2 separate regions of the Rattus norvegicus genome follow, and region 2 is linked to region 1. Evidence: chromatin contacts called from public Hi-C data. All regions are on one chromosome and are shown on one strand. Each heading gives the region's core, a stretch centred on a gene start, on an enhancer-like site or on the middle of the called end of the contact. The rest is flanking DNA. Distances are from core to core; before and after follow the strand shown. Region 1 holds the start of Relch (RAB11 binding and LisH domain, coiled-coil and HEAT repeat containing). Region 2 has its middle 48 kb from the start of Zcchc2.

What was found. A called contact is a pair of places that touch in the nucleus more often than the background predicts.
Region 2: a contact with region 1 is called in a Hi-C map of frontal cortex, with 3 times the contacts expected there. The contact joins the enhancer-like site here to the promoter of Relch in region 1. A contact is called at or near these places in 5 of 12 Hi-C or Micro-C datasets (the A7r5 cell line, the Rat2 cell line, Schwann cells and 2 more).

Annotation. Positions count from the first base shown.
Region 1 is chr13:22,320,230-22,322,929 of GRCr8, forward strand. It overlaps Relch (RAB11 binding and LisH domain, coiled-coil and HEAT repeat containing), which reads left to right and starts at 1,313. Exons shown (of 29, transcript NM_001134546.1): 1 at 1,313-2,077. The coding sequence starts at 1,552. It overlaps Pign (phosphatidylinositol glycan anchor biosynthesis, class N), which reads right to left and starts at 1,115. Exons shown (of 31, transcript NM_001100584.1): 1 at 964-1,115.
Region 2 is chr13:22,681,286-22,683,985 of GRCr8, forward strand. It overlaps a transcript of Zcchc2 not described here. Among named protein-coding and RNA genes, the nearest start is that of Zcchc2, 48 kb to the left of the region's middle. Within about 2 kb of position 1,301, at least 10 of the 93 cell types and tissues checked have an H3K27ac peak or open chromatin away from gene starts, as enhancers often do.

The DNA.
Region 1 (2,700 bases), core at 63-2,562:
CTTTACTTTGAAATAAACTTTAAAGGACATTACTGTGCTTCAATGTAACAGAGCAGATGGTTAGCACTGCTGGGTATTTTATTTTGTTGTCTGTTAGGAGGTGGTTAGTAAGAACTTAAAGAATTCCAAAACCAGGAAAAAGTGGCAATCTGTGCCTGGCAAAATAGAAGTTATCAGGGTTAGCAGTCTAATAACGACAGGGAAACTTCCTCTTACCACCTCAAACTAAAATGAAGGAATAACATAAAGAATATAAGATCTTCCAAATCTACGTATATAGTTATGTGCTAAATGTTTCATAAAGGCAATCAAATTTCTCTACAGCATACAATTTTTAAAAATCGCTATATTTGATTGATCTACAATGAAAACCTCGATTCTAACCTAAATGAACTCAATAAGGTCTCAGGAGATTCTGGAAAAGAATGGTTTTGGACAAAAAATAGGTGATACTAGTTCTAATGTGTCCTAATGCAGTGGACCTGACCAGGTCATTGAAGCTGCCCAGACTACTTTACTCACTTGCACTGGAGAGATAGCGCTTAATAGTTTGAAAAGTTCCTTTGATCCAAACTGTATGTTAATCTCCAAGGGTTTACAGAGTACTTAGTTTGTCGTCCAAGTCCAGGCTGTTCACAGATAAGTGCAAAGGCATCTCGAAACTCAGAAGTTGCAATTTCCGTACAGGCTCTATCTGCACCTTGCAGCTTTCTAGGTCCTACTCCCGAACGGAGGGGACGGGAAGGAGCCGTCGCTTAACTAGAAGGAGGCCATGCTGTCGCCAGACCTCCAAGTGAGAGAGCAGATGGCTGGGAAACTACGGAAGAGCAAAGAAGCCAGATTCTGACCACTGCCCAAAGCACTTGCTATCTGGGCGGAGACAGCAAACAGCGACAAAAACTGAAGCGTGAAGGGAGAAGCAGGCGTGGGGACACCTCAAGTGCAAGGGTCCCAAGACTTTACCTGCGACTTATCCGCCTCAGGCCCAGTTTGGGAATGAGGCCTCCTCAGAACGAAGGCAGGACCCAGGGCCCTGAAAGATCTCGGAAGGGTTCCCTTCAACTCCCTCAAACCAAGCCGAACCCCTCAGACACAGCTCTACTCCTCAAAGGAACGCCCCCAACATGCCCCAGGTTGTTCTCGCGAGAACGGTCTGGCTCCTGTAGCTCCAGCCAATCCGCGAGTGCTTTGTGGGCAGGGCCTTAAGTTTGAGTGCCGAGCGGTTCCTTCAATCTTCCTACTCCTGGGCCTGAGGTGGGTGGGGCTGAGGCGGGGACGGGGCGGGGCGAAGGTGGGACCAAGCCAGTTCTCGCGAGACTAGAGACCAGGAAGACGCCTGCAGAGTCGGCTACCGATGCAGCGGTGGCTGAGGCTGGAGGTGCTGCTGCATCCCGGACTCCTGCCTCCCAGTCTGGCCTAGTCCCTAGGTGAGGAGAGGCGCGGCCAGCCTGGGCTGCCTAGTTGGTCAGTGGTTCTCAGGACCCGACGGGAATTCAGGCTGAGTGCCTGTCGGGCCAAGTAGAAAAGCACCCACACTCCTGACAGAATAAGATGGCGGCAATGGCGCCGGGAGGTGGTGGCAGTGGTAGCGGCGTAAATCCTTTCCTCAGCGATTCGGATGAGGACGACGACGAGGTAGCGGCGACCGAGGACCAGCGGGCAGGACTTCGGCTGGGTGCTGGGGTCGGCCTAGATCCTGGTTCTGCAGGCTCGCTGTCGCCTCAGGACCCCATGGCCCTGGGAAGCAGCACGCGGCCGGGGCTCCCTGTGGAGGCGTCAGCTGCTCCGGGGGCTCTGGCGGGCAGCGGAGAGACCCCTTCCCGATTGTCAATCGATGCCATCGCCGCTCAGCTGTTGCGCGATCAGTACTTGCTGACTGCCCTGGAGCTGCACACCGAGCTGTTGGAGAGCGGCCGCGAGCTACCACGGCTGCGCGATTACTTCTCCAATCCTGGCAACTTCGAGAGGCAGAGTGGGACCCCACCAGGGGTGGGGGCGCCTGGGATCCCCGGCGCATCCGTCGTTGGAGGCGCTGGAGGTCGGGAACCGAGTACGACGTCGGGCGGAGGACAGCTCAGTAAGTAGGCGTAGCCTGTCAGACCTGCAGTTGGGGGAGTTAGAGTTACTGTGCAGTTGAAGGGTATTTGTGGGCGGGTTCCGAGTCTAGGGTCGTTTTGAAAATCGAGACTAGGTTGAGCGAGATGAGAGGTATCCTATGTACGGAAAGCGAAAAGATCCTACTGTCGCTCTTCTTTGTATTGGTTTCTGATCTCTGGCAGGTGTTGCACTGCTCCTGGCTCCCTATTGGTGTTGGGACCTATAACATGAGAGTTTCCAGTTTATTGACTATTAAGGCGCTCTACAGAGCTTCCTTATTACTTGGGCATTTTTCTCGAGGCGATTTTCCTTTTCCCCTAGTCCGTTGAATCACACTACGAGGAAATAAATGTTTCTTAGTAATTCTTTGACTCACTCAAGAGAAAGAACAAAACAGGAAACGTCGGTACTCTATACTAAAGTTGAATCCACTGAAGATCTTTTGTCTGTGCTTTCACATTATTTTGTATCATTAATATATGCTAATGAAATGATGGAAGTGGGATTTGTCTGCTTCATACAACGTTGTCTGTTTAAATAATGTCAACATAATTCAGTTTCACTACATTCATTTTACAGGAAAACTGGGGAACAGATAAAGAT
Region 2 (2,700 bases), core at 51-2,550, 360 kb after region 1:
TGTTGATTTCCATGAACATAATTACCATGGTCCAGTACCATGTTCATATGGTTTATTCCTCCTCCTGTCACCCAGTCCCAAGTCAGTCTTAAAGCTGTCAGTCATTTCTAAAGCATTGGAGGCCACTGAGCTCTCTGCTGCCCGAGTCTTTCCCCGGTGCCTCTACCCCTGGCTTCCACATAGGCAGGACATGGCAAAGGGCCGACCTGAGGCTGTTAGACTATTCCTGACCACTCTCTGAGTGTGTGGTGGTTCATCGGACACCATGTTAGTTACTTGTCTACTTCTGTGACTGCGCCATGATCATGACATGCACCAACTGATAGAAGAACAGTTTACTTGGACTTAACGCTTTCCGGAGGGTTAGTGTCCACAATGGGAGCATGGAGGCTGGAGCAGGGTCTGAGGCCTCGTGTCATGAACCACAAGCACAAAGCGGAAATGGCAGGAGGCTTTGAACCTGGGAGGGCAGGGGAGGGGCACCAGTTTCCCTTCAGCCTGTCCACATGCACATCACAGAAGGGGAACTGGACCCTTATGCTGCCCCGGGCTCTCATGGCAGCCCACCCTTCTCAGCTCCCGTCGGCTCAGTTGGTGTCCTCTGGGGCTGTGTCCGCTCGTTTGGTTTGTGATCCTGACGCTGTGTTCCTGACACTCATTTTCACACCCTGAAGTAGTCAAATAAGGATGAGTATTGATAAATGGGTCCATTGATCAGTCAGTGGACATCTGGGCGGCTTGCCTCTCCTCCTTTTTAACTTAGAGTCAGGGATGCCCGAAACATATTTTGCTGTTGTGGTTTGTGTGTAGGAACTTGTGAGGACATGTGTCGCCCTTGTGAGATGCAGATGGTTCAGCTTTCTAGGACCTAACATACCTCTTTCCAAATGAGACACACATTGCCGTGGTCCACTGGGGACCCTGAAATGCTATCCTAACACTCTCCCAGGATGCAGTTGAGGAAGAGCAGGAGGTGACTCCACAGGGGTTTGTAGGCCTGTGGGAGAAGCGAGACTGGTCTCACAAGAAGGTTCATGAGCACTGCATGAAAGCCTCCGGCAGGAAACTGAACAGATGTGGCAGGACATCTGGTCAGGAAGGAAGATGGAGGCTAATGGTAAAGGGTGTGTTGTAAGAGGATGGGTATGCAATGGGGTGAGAATGGGGGAGATTGGAAAGTTGGAAGTTACCAGATTTCAAACAGGAACAATGTGTTTCTTTGCTGTCTGAGAAAAGAAAAGCCACTGGGCACCTCTGAATAGGAAGAAAAACAATTGCTCATTGGGAAGCAGTGCCACCTGGTGGGGCATGCGAGCGGTGCGAGCGAGCTATTTCCTACTGACCTAATTTAGAGCATGCTGAATGGGATAGACTGTTTGGTTTTGTTACCCTGTGCCCAAGGCCTAAATGAATGCAGGCATCTGGCCATAAGGTGACTCGAGAAGGCACCTCTTCCAGGCATGTGCTTGTGTCAAGGTGTTGCTGTCAGTGCTGCCCGCCTTGACAGTGTTGAGACAGTGCAAACCCTGGGAGGACTGGGATCTTCCTGATGTCCAAGGACAGCAAATGCCACAAACACATCAGTGATGAGACCAAGCTCCTGCTTGAGATCAGTGCTGACATCCATGCCCTGCCTCCTGCCCCCACTGTGGCACTGAACCAAAACAAGATGGCATCTGTCTCTAGAAAGCTTCCTGTAAGAGGGCTGGGCCAGGCAGTGGGCAGACCTGCCTGCCGCCTACACTGCTCATCAAGCCAAGCGTCCATCCAGTCTCCTGTGCTGAGGAATCGGAAGACACGGGATGGGGAAACGTTCACAAATAAGAAGCCTTAGGCCAGTTGTGGTGGCGCATGCTAGTAGGATTTGCTGAAGGAGGCAGAGGCAGGAGGATCATGAGTTTGAGGCCAGCCTGGGCTACGCATTTTTATGGACAGGAAACTGGGAAAGGGGATAACATTTGAAATGTAAATAAAAAATCCAATAAAAAATCACTTTTAACATATATGATGGAATGCTACCATGAGTCTAGAAGCATCTGATTTTTTTTCCAATATATAAACATGACAGAGTTTAACTTCTGAGTTGAGCATAGCAAAATATTAATGAAAGAGAATAACTATACTGTAATAAAAGTAGAAGGAGGAGGAGGAGGAGGAAGAGGAAGAGGAAGAGGAAGAAGAAGAAGAAGAAGAAGAAGAAGAAGAAGAAGAAGAAGAAGAAGAAGAAGAAGAAGAAGAAGAAGACGATGACGACGACGACGACGACGACGGAGGACAACGCAGTCTTAGATCTTTGACAGCCAAGCTTCGAGCATTTGTCTTAAATTGCCACAAAGGCAAGGCTCACCGTAGTGCTAGTTTGAAGTGTACACAGATCTCCTCTAACAGAACTGCTTAACTTTACAGAGGCTGTGATTATTCTGTGTATCCTAAGCTTTCCATGAATATCCCAAGACTTGGGAAGTTGTAAAAGTATTGTCAGTGGTGATGACACCTTTGCAATCCCAGCACTTAAGGGCAGTGGCTGGAGGAATGGGTTCAAGACCGGTGTGGTTTGCATAGTGGGCCCCAGTCTACTAGCAAGACCCTGCTTTGAAGAAGCAAAATATAAGTGGAGTATTGGACACAAGCAGGAAGAACAAACAATCCAGTAATCTGAATTGGGGATGCAGCAGCTCCCCCCAAGGCCTGCTAAATGGC